Linked DNA regions of Bicyclus anynana: region 2 is linked to region 1. A link is a contact called in public Hi-C data. All regions are on one chromosome and are shown on one strand. Each heading gives the region's core, a stretch centred on a gene start, on an enhancer-like site or on the middle of the called end of the contact. The rest is flanking DNA. Distances are from core to core; before and after follow the strand shown. Region 1 overlaps LOC112046364 (protein groucho). Region 2 holds the start of LOC112046364 (protein groucho).

Region 1 (5,819 bases), core at 1,954-4,453:
ACTTAATAGATCGAAAAATTAATTTGTCAGGGTGAACGACCGTTTAAAATACGTAATATAACGAGATATCGGCCGTGTTTCACATTCGATTTAGCACATGTTTTTCGATGTGTTATCTCGCTTTTTAAACAGCGATTGTAAATTGAAAATGTTAATTGAACAAAAGTTGTTTGGTAGTTTTTTGCAGGCGCTCTATCTGGTGATGTTTGATTTTAATTACGTATAATCTATCTTGTTTTTATTATAATGTTTAAGTTTGTGCTCGTACGAAAATTCAATTAGCTAAATGAATATGTATTACACGTGTAACCGCAACTTCGTATCTTGTTCACACGTCATGGAGGAATCCGATATTTGTGGGAATTAGATCTTCGCTTTGGAGTGTTTTTATGTCAATCTGTCGATTGTTCCCAAGCGTTGAAGCGCCAGCCATCCGTGAGATGTGGAGTGAAGAGGGCGCGAGAGGTCAAGCTCGAGCGGCGAGGTAGTCGTTAGAACGCGTGTGCCGCTCTGTTATTTAAATGAGGGCTCCCTCGCTACCCGTCAATAAAACATTAAACACGTAACAAGTTTATGCGCAGCGACAACCCTAGCGGATTCCGCCACTTCGTTAATCCGGGGCGGGGGCAGCCCTAAATTAGGGTCGAGACAAGCCTTAATCCCCCGCTCGGCGCGACGGGGGATTTATATTGTTATTGCTCCGCGTCCGGAATTATACGAGGGTTGAGGGACTAATGAAAGGGGAAATTTAATTCCTAATGATTCTCGTCTTAGCCCGTAACGAGGAAACTCGAAAAAGGGCTGCGACTCGCACTTTTTATGACGGATCGCGAGACCGGAGATTGTTTGTTTCGGTTCGCTGTGAACTTTAAAGTCTGTTTTCATTAACCGTTCGGCATTTCGTGTCGATCGGCTAAAAGTTAAGCCTGGAATTGGATTACAAATTTATTCATGAAACATTTTCAATGCTCGAACACGGCGGCTAGCAGGCGGAGCATATGTAAATGTGTGATAAGCACAAAGGGAAGGACGCGGCGTGCATAGGAGAGAGGGGAGCGAGCGTGTTCTAGCTACACGAGCGAGTCGTGTCAGGCAGTACGGGGACATGCCGTCGCCGCACGCCGCACGCCGCACACCGCTTGCCGCATGCCGCACTCCGCACGCCGCACGCCGCATTGTTAAACATGCCGCCGGCGACCGCAGCGCACACTCGCATGCTCCGTAGTAAGCAACGCCTCCGCCTCTACGTCCTTTGTCTGGCGAGAGCGAGACTAATATCATCGAATGCTGAAGTGCGATGGCTCAACCGCAACATGAACACGTGCTACTCGCTCACTGTGGACTGGAGATAACATTGTTTTGTATGAAACACACAATTATATTCGATACCATAATTTACCTTGTACGATCTCGTTATTGCCTCATTATGTGCAACTAGATATCAAAAACACAAACAGGATATACACTGAATATAATAATGAATACCTATCAAATATATTTACATTAAAATTTCGCCGACATAAACAGGGTTTAAAAGTTTTCAACCTAATGGATGTTTTGGGCTTGAAGGGAAAGGTTTGGAGGTTCGCGACTTATTGAGGTTCGACACAAAGATTCCTAATAATAAGTACATACCATAGACACAATTATAACTTATGTAGAACTTAGAAGTTCAAAATAAATTGCTCATAAGCAAGCACATTCATCATTCAATAACGTGTGGTCAAACCGTAATTACGAAGGGCAAATAATGAATACCATCGTATGGCTCGAAGCATGTATACACGAAAAAGAAATGCTCCCAAGACTAATACAGATTTAAAATATACAAAGTGGTCTCCGGTCACCCGTACCCCTTAGCTAGTAATTGCGGCCGGCAATAGTAAATGCATAGCTAGGTCGCGACAGTGCATAAACTGCAAGCGGGAGCCGCCCTTCCGCCCATTACGCTGCCAACTAATTGAGATAAATTATGAAGACGTGAGCCGCGCTCGGAGCTATCGCGCGCCTAACTGCTAATTACTTGCAGCGATTTCAATTATCTGTCTCCGTCGTGTTTATTTGTGGGTGGAATACGGGTTATTGCGAGCGCCGGTATAATGGGCCGAGTTGTACTGCCGGAGGGTTATTTATACGGGGACCTTTCGGACTATTGACGTAAATTGACGTGAATTTAAGCCGCGCCGGCCAGTTGGAAGTCCGTTGGGCATCGCCGACGGTTGACTGAACTTTCAACACATCTTTTGATGTCCTATTGAAGCCGCGTCCTATGGTAATATGGTGACTTAAAACTTATGTAATTACAATGTCATATTTTTACAAATACCATTTCAAGCCTCGTAAATTAAATTTTTACTATGTGTTCTAGGTTCAATCCTACTACTCCTTTTTAAAGAATAATTAATTCCAACGCATTCTTCTATGCATACGCTAGTTAGAGAGGAAACGTAACAAAGGTCAACAAATATGAACAACTCAACAACAATAACAAGTTGTTTTTGTTCAACCACCAACCAAGGCGCTTGGGAACCTTCGTAACTTTAATTTTCTTTCTTTCGACTAATTATTATCATCATAATCTAATACTGTTACCTGACGTCTCGAAAGTGCTCGTAAGATAAGTTTATTTGAAATAAATGAACTGACTGTGATATTGACATGTTCACATGCACCGCTAGAACACTAATTTTGTCTATTTGTGACCATGTTCCATGTCCAAAAAACTAAAAAAAATTTAATAAAAAAAATTCAACCGAATTCAAATACATAAAACATGTTATATCTATTATATTATGTTCTAACTGATGATCAGTTTGAATAATCAGGTAACATACATAAAAAAAACATACAGACGAATTGAGAACCACCTCATTTTTTTGAAGTCGGTTAAAAAAAGTAACACTATTAAAACAAAAAAATAGTTAGTGACCCAATCTTAAAAAAAAAAAAAAAAAATTATGTAGGTTTAGACTGAATCATCTCTTTAATGAGACAGCACTTGTTGAGTAAAAGACATGCAACTCGTAAATGATATCAAGACATGGGATATACACAAGACGATGCACATTGCACATGCGGTGTCGTCGGATGGACGGAGCGACTAGAATAGCCAAAGGGTTATGTATCGTTATGCATTGCGGCGGGCGAGCATCTGGTAGGACCCCACACGTAGCGTGCGCTGCGGGGCACGGGGCACGTATACACGCCACCGCAACCGCAAGTCCGCAACACGGAGTACGATCGTGTACGGTACGCTGCGCGCTCATTACACTTGCGGTGGCTGCTATCTACACTGCACTGCTCGAGACAGCTCTTTATACGGCGATATTTTTGAATGTTCTCAAGTTACATTTCCATTTTATGGTATGTTACACCACTACACACATACGTAAGTTCTATAGACTTGACTATCAGTGCACGTAAGTAGGTAGTTTTGCTTACATTATATTAATTATAGCTAAGAATAAATTTAGATACTACATTAGTATGTAAGTGAAAATAGGTGAGGTTCTTTCACATGGACAAACTTTGCTGTAAATTACTTATAGGTAATACGAAAAAAGAGTCGCAGGTATTAGTTAAACATGTCCCAATATTATTAAAGTGATTTTTTTCATGTTTGTTCAGTATGCTTTTATTTATTCATTTAAGTTACATTTCCATTATAATATTTAACATCATGTCATAAATAAAATGAAAATTTTCTGTCTGACAGCAATTTCACGAATGACCATTGCTGACAGAAATACAGCAAAAGGTATAGGATACCTACCTTTCACTTAGTCAAAAGTACACTTCTACTTTTAAAAGGTTGTCCGGCATAAAATTATTTGGCATCAAAATCAATGCAAGCAAACCTTTAGTTAAAAGCTTGGTAATATTAAACTAAAGTATTTTTGGAAAGCCAAATTGGATTTTCTATACAAACAAGTCTGAATCCAAAAACAATAGTTATCAGAACATTTGTGTCGAAACCGGAACATCCGCTCCGAGAGTTGCAATGCCACAACTTATAACAACTATATTTTGCGCCGGGTGTTAATAAAACCAAAACAAAATATACGGTTGTTCGGCAACACGGCTTGCACTTTCAATTTATATCAATGAAAGCAATAGCTGGATTTTGAATGTACAGCGAGTATTATAGATAGGTAGGTACAGAGTGGTCTAAGGGTGGTTACACACCTGACATAATAACACCCGGTGACTGTAAGTAAGCTTTTGGATCGAGTGTGTAGTGTGAAAATCTACGAAACTGTTTATAGCAATTAGCATCTAATAGTTTATTAGTTGTAAAGCGATGTTTTGTTTTTTTACATGTAAGTAAACCATTCGCTCGTGCTGCCTTAAAAGTAGTAAATTCCAAAACACACTGGCAGATGCTACGCTAAGTTTCGAGAAGTAATGAGATATTTTGCAAAAGAATTAACTGATGTATCGTGTGTACGAGATTGCGTAGAGCCACAGATACACACGTCGAATTCCGGCGAAAGAAGCTGTAAGACACAAAACACTGGCGCACAGCCATGCACTGACAGACTTTAAGGTGTGAGAAATTGATGCCTAATAACCTCCTTTTTTAAGATAAAGAAGATAAGTAAAGCCTGGAACTTGCAGATGCTCTCTAGTTGTGGGGAAGTGGTGTCAGTGTGAGCCGCGATGTCAGCAGTGCATTTGATCCGTTGTTCACGATGCCATGAATTAGGTAATAAGCCTTGATGATTTGAACCCATACACAGAAAAATCATAACTTCTTTTTTGTGAAAAAAAAAACATTAAGTATGTAAAGCTGACTTACAGTCACTGGTAGACTTTATGTCAGGTGTGAACGCACCCTAGGTGTGGGGTAGTGCTGCCGTGTGATCCGCGAAGTGTGAGGTGTGCGGGTGTCGGCAGTGGGTTTTGTCCGCCATTCGCGAAACAATGAATTGATAAGCCATGATTGCATTCACAAATGGGATTTTAGTGCGGAAGGTCAGCCGTGGTGCGCTTTCAATTACACGTGTTCCATTTATTCGGGATTGCGTTGATTTTCGATCTTTAATGCGATTAAAATTTTAATGCAAAGTAGATACAAAGTGAAATTTTTGTATCACCAACTTTGAGCGTAGAAAGCAAAGAAAATATACCTATACTACAGCCTTTCTTGATGAATACTGTTTACCAACAAACAAATTAAATATGTGGGTATAAACCACTAGTCATTTCACAACTAATAATAATTATAATTAACTTGTTCTAAAATTAATGAAAATAAATTTCATTAATAAGCTTAGAATAATTAGATATGGTTAATATATTTTATATAACATTTTATAAACAAGCAATACATAATTTAAAATAAATAAGTTATGAAATGACATGCGCTGTCTACCTTCATTTCTAATTTCTTTGTTAGTAAATAGTACTCATCCAGAAAGGCAGTAGTATAATATGTATGTATTCAAGATATGTATGGACCTTTAGATGTGGTGTTTGTCTTGTTATTTGTTCTATGTTTATTTATTTATTATTGTTCGATAACAATAACAAATATACATTGCAATCAGAAGAAATACAAAAACAAAGCCACTGTTCCCGGTTTCCTAGGTCGCAACTCGAGATCCGTTTGCGACAAATAAAAAACAAGCTTTCTGAACTTTAGGTTTTTTGTATTGTTTTGAATAGATCTAAGTTTATGATTATTTTTGTCCTATTCTTTGCTAAAAGGAGTAAAACTTGGAGTAGAACTAGGTATGACAATAATATTTGAAAGTTTTTTTTGTATCCGATTGACTTGACTGAAGTTTTGTAACTATCAGTGATCATCGAAAAAAAAA
Region 2 (5,819 bases), core at 1,550-4,049, 97 kb after region 1:
CCTAGGACGCGACACGGATTTTGAGCAAACATACAAATAGGCATTTACATTAACACCCGCACCCGTCTCCCCGTGCCCCTCACCTCCCCCCTCCCATACTATGTCGTAAAAGCGAGAGCCAGGCGTCGTAAAAGAGCAGGGTAAAAGCCTTCTGTCATCCGTAATACGGTTAACAGTTCGCACTCTACAAGTCAAGGGACATTTGCCGTTAAATTTTCCACGATTTAACTACACGTGTTGCCAGATGTGGAACTTCGCTTTTCAATGTAATTGTCAGTTGAAGGTGGTGTGGAAAGTTTTCTTTTTTCCTCAGGAATAGAATAAAACTTAAATTCAAATAACTTTATGAAATGATTTAATCTTTAAATAAATAAAAATGAAGTGGAATGTATTTAGTCTTTTTCATATTCAAATTGTTATTGACAAGGAAAATTAGTCACATTCACCAAGTACATAGTTACCTATACTGAAACCTTATTAACGTAAATACCATTATATCAATACGCATGTTTATATTAAAAACAATTTTCCTATTAAGAATAATGCCTAATAGGTAATTAATTATTTAGATACCTACCTATAGTTACTGGCTGGTGGTCCAAATATAGTCATTTAGTTTGAACTTTGATGTTTTCATGATAATACGTTTTCCAGTGATAAGCGTGCATTATATTTTGGCACTAGCTGACGCCGCGTGGTTCCCGTTCCCGTAGGAATACAGGGATAATATACAGCCTATAGGCTTCATCGATAAATGATCTATCTAACACTAAAAGAATTTTTCAAATCGGTCCAGTAATTCCTGAGATTAGCGCGTTCAAGCAAACAAACAAACTCTTCAGCTTTATATAATATTAAGTATAGATTAATTATTATAATTTAGTGCGTACATAAGTAGGTAAGTTAAAGTAGGTATGAAGACTACTTGAGAAAAAGTCATGACAAGCTAACATTAGGCTAATCAACATTGCATGCCACAGTTTTTTTTTAATTCTAATAAACATCTAAAAAAATTGATTTGCTCATTGTGTTATACATCGCATGTGGTAATCACTGAAGGCAATTAAACTTCTGCTTTGTTCTACTGTAATTAGATACCTACATAGACATTAACACAACAAATAGGTCGGCTTACTATAATTCTCACAATTTAAAAAGTAGGTATCCATAACGTGATAACGTGACAAATTGTCTGAGATAATTTTTAATGGCACGATTATAAACACGGAATTTTATAATTAACACTTTAAATTGGCGTAGACAAACCAAACCAAGCATTGTAATTCCTCTGAGATAAACTGTTTGTTTAGGTGACGTGATTTTTTTTCGTTTTTTTTTTCTTATTAAAGTCACCTTTAATAAGAAAAAAAAATAAGCGCGAGTGTTATTAGTATGAAAATCGGTTGAGGCGTTTAAAAATTGTGGGGTGATAAAAGTGGGGAAGAATTACCGAATGTCTGCAAAAATATACCTACATACTTGAATGGGGTCTCAAATGAAAGCGCACTGAAAGAGACTTGGTCGAGAGTTTAACTTTATTTTTTCTTAAATTTTAGTTTTTCTACAATTTGTAAGTACAGTGCCTTACTCTAAAGTCCGGACGCTCAGTGTTTGCGTTTCTGACAGGTCGTGCGAATGAGACAACATATTCATATATACAATTGCCTAAATTTTGTCTCTCTCTCTCATCTTACATCGCCCACCTGTCAGAAACGCAATCTCTGAGCGGACTTTAGCAACTTTTTTCTATCTAGGTACTCGGAGGAATTGAGCTTCTTAGGTAACTCTTTCGAGGTATTGTGCATTGTTAAAAATAACTGTCACTGTAACACCAAAACACAAGTCCAATCAAAGTTGCAATCGAGTCGAATAAAAAAAAATTTGATTGGGTATAGGTAGGTAGGGTTGGAACTTTATCGGGAGCGACGACAGATGTACGACAGAAACATTGCCATCGGTTACTTTTATGAAAACTGTATTATGGACTTTATTTTTAAAACAATAAAGTAATGATTCGAATTAACGTCATTCATAACTTAACAATTTATGACGCGCTTTTTTTAAAAGTCGTAGGTACTTCCGATGTGAAGTATTATAAAACTTTTAGAAGCAATTTCACAGGTAATTGAGTGTGTCCGACATCGCTCCGACAGCGAGCCGAGCCGCGTCACCGCGGGGGGCGCAGTTGTGCGTTGCTTTTTCTCTTTATTACGTTTGAACGGTAATAAAAAAAGTTTGGGAACCAAACGCGTATTGTTTTGCTCGGTTGTAAACTTGTCAGTACAAGCACAATGCAAATTGTTAAATATTATTATTAAAGGATATCTATTGCAAAGTTTGTTTAAATGTAAATAAAAACCGTTAACTCGTACAACTTTCCCAATGGTTTCACATCGTAGGCGATTTGTCAAAACCGTCAAAACAATGCACATGCACCGCGAGTTTTTTTTTTTAATTTATTCTTTCCCATAGAGAAAAGCGCCGCGATAATGGGCGACAAGTTGATTATCTCCGAGGATGATTTATGTAAAGCGTGTGTGGCTCACCGGATGCCTGGCGGCCGCCACGGCAGCGGCGGCTGCGGCCGCGTTCATTGCGCCCGCGCTCGGATACATCCCCACGTCAAACGCACGCGGTCATCGTCTGCAGCACACTCCAAAAAGAATACAGGGCACAAGCACACACTCCACTCAAGCCACTACGAACACTACGAGCGGGAACACGCGACAACTCACACGCGATACGTAAAATAACAAGAAGCAACACAACCACTACGCACGAACGCTGCAAGTGAACTGACGCGGGCGGGGGGACCGCCTCGTCTCCCCCCGGTCCTCCACCTCCTCGGCCACCCTTCGCATGCCGTTGCCGTACATATTTTCTCAACTCGAATTTTTCGTCTATCTTTTATGTTTGAGGAATACTTAGGCGAATCGGAGATATACGCTCTAATAGATACGTATTATTTGCGGATTTTTATAGGGTACAGTTGAAATGCCGCCTTTAACTGTGGAAGATATTATTTAAATACGTATTAGACATTCGTCTTATTAATCAATCAGCTTAAGACGTCTATCCACGTCTCGTAGACTGTAGACTGTAGATTAGATACCAACCTAAATGTAACTAGGTATCTTTAGAACTTGGGTAACACGAAGCTTGAAACCAGATGGGTCCCTCCCGCATCTCCTTTTGTTTCAAGTCACGCAGCAAACTTACCTAACTAGGTATCTATATACCTACTTACATCAGAATAGATGACTCGACACTCGGCGACGTCTGGCCTGGGCAAACTTTGACAGATATCTCGGTGGCCTACCTACTTCGATGCAAGTTCAGTGAAGATACTGATAAACTCAGACACACTTTAGTTTAGTTCCCAGTTAAATAAAAGGCCAATTTATTTTGGTAGGTAGTTAGCTACCAAGGGGAAGGTGAAGGGGAAAATAAAACCGAGCACGCTGGAGTTAGTGGCACAGAATGAGATTACTTGCAAGCTGAAGTGTGTCACTAGGCTTAAGTGCGACTAGGGTCGGTAGGTTAGGTACAGGTAGGTACAGGCAGGTAGGTCGGCCGAGGACGAACCTCTGACTTTATATGTGAGCCGCAGAATGTAAATGTTTTTTCTTTTAGATTGGGCGCCTCTAATAGACTTTTGTGTTTTTATAGATTTTCTATATGTAGATGAATTTTGAATGGAATTTGAAAGAATGTGCACCTACCTATTTATGCGAGTGAAACCAAAACCTAGCACACAAAGGATTTAAAAAGAAATAAAACCGTTATCAACAAATTTTAGAAACATAGGTATTTTCCTACTAAAAACCGACTAGCTATAACGCTAGTCAAGAATACTTGTATTTTTTTAACCGACCAGCTGCAACCCTAGTTTAGAATATATTCCTCCAACCGACTAGCTGCAACTCTAGTGAAGAATATATTTTTTTATCCAACTAGCTGCAACTGTATTATGTATGCAATCGAGAGTATTATTTTTCACCGACTAGCTGCAACTCTAGTCTAGAATATATTTATCTAACCGACTAGCTGCAACCCTAGTCAAGAATATGCCTACAGGCATTGTATTGAACAATATTTATATGGCTGCTCTTTAGCCGCGTCAATCTGAGCATTAATAACCATAAAGCGCAGCTATTTGAGTGCTCGATACGGATTGCGCTGCTAACAACGCTTGCATAGTTCGTTAATGCGGATTCAGAGTTCAATCATAACATTCTGTGAGTTTCAAGTGCGCAACCGTTGGTGAACCGATATATTGCCTATTATGTAAGTAAGTACGTACTATACCGAGGCATATAGAATTTAACTGGCTAATATTTCAATATATTATTTTGACGGCCTCCGTGGCGCATTGGTATGCGCGGTTGATTTACAAGACGGAGGTCCTGGGTTCGATCCCCGGCTGGGTCGATTGCGGTTTTCTTAATTGGTCTAGGTCTGGCTGGAGGGAGGCTTCGGCCGTGGCTAGTTACCACCCTATCGACAAAGACGTGCCGCCAAGCGATATGTGGTGTGGATTTTCAACCTCCTCCTAACAAGTTAGCCCGCTTCCATCTTAGATTGCATCATCACTTACCATCAGGTGAGATTGTAATTAAGGGCTAACTTGTAAAGAATAAAAAAAAACACACACACTCTTAGAGATTAGTTTATGTAGAAAAATAACGTCAAACAAGTAAAAACATTAAATAGGTAAAGGTACGATTTTAAAGTTCATGTAGGAAGGTACAGTACTAAAATCGGTGACAAGCTTCACTAAATCCACGTTTCATTTTGTTTTTCATTTTATTGTCCATAGTAATTCTTTCCTTTTTGTCGAAGCCCACGATAATGTCGCGCCCACAAATGACATGACTCCTTGACAACGAGTGTTTTTTTTTATTTATGTGTTTGTGTTAAAATGTCTTTTTGTTATCTACTTAGGAGCTTACTTATACTATAGAGCAAGTATGGTTTGAACTGGGGTGTGATTCGACTATTATTAAGTTTTTAGATTTATAATATAGTTCTAAGCTAATGAATTAGGTGGTACCTGTAAGGCTAGTTTTAAGTAAATAAATAAAAAAAAATTATAAACTTGTCGATGTACCTAATATTCGCCTCTATCAAGTTTTATTAGAATTTTAACTTTATTTCTATAAGATGTCAAACATGAAGTTACCGTGTTGTCACTAACTATGAAGTTGCCATGGAAATGAGCGATGTCACATCGCTGTAACTTTACAGAATGTAGGACTTAAAATCAGTTTTAAGCGTGTCTAGCTACTTTGGTTACTACCTATAAATATGGCAATAGAGTTAGCGTATAGTCTTGTAACTATTCAATACGATACCCACCAATATTTTATCCACCAATTTAGTGTTTAACTGCTACCTACGAGTACATAGCCTAATGCATCACATACATACTTAATAGTTCTGATATACCTACGTACGAACTACGAAAAGGTTAACTTGAGCGATGATGGGGTTTATTAAATCACAACTTTGTCTACAACTTGTCAACTATAATATCTATACTAATATTATAAAGCTGAAGAGTTTGTTTGTTTGATTGAACGCGCTAATCTCAGGAACTACTGGTCTGATTTGAAAAATTCTTTCACTGTTAGATAGCCCATTTATCGAGGAAGGCTTTAGGCTATATATTATTCCCATATTCCTACGGGAACGGGAACCACGCGGGTGAAACCGTGCGGCGTCAGCTGGTACAAAATAAGCCATCATACATGTACCTACATTATTGACAAGGATATTTTAATAGATAAGGATATTTTAATGTTCGATGAACCTGACTA

What was found. Hi-C and Micro-C count contacts between places; a contact is called where the count stands out from the background.
Region 2: a Hi-C map of whole body shows a contact between it and region 1, with 2.0 times the contacts expected there. The contact joins the promoter of LOC112046364 here to the enhancer-like site in region 1. A contact is called at or near these places in 2 of 2 Hi-C or Micro-C datasets (whole body and whole larva).

What each region holds. Positions count from the first base shown.
Region 1 is chr17:11,447,413-11,453,231 of ilBicAnyn1.1, forward strand. All of the region lies in intron 7 of LOC112046364 (protein groucho), which reads right to left. Among protein-coding and RNA genes, the nearest start is that of LOC112049373, 33 kb to the left of the region's middle. Within about 2 kb of position 3,204, at least 8 of the 8 cell types and tissues checked have open chromatin away from gene starts, as enhancers often do.
Region 2 is chr17:11,544,947-11,550,765 of ilBicAnyn1.1, forward strand. LOC112046364 (protein groucho) reads right to left here and starts at 2,800. Exons shown (of 16, transcript XM_052886473.1): 1 at 2,547-2,800. The coding sequence starts at 2,615.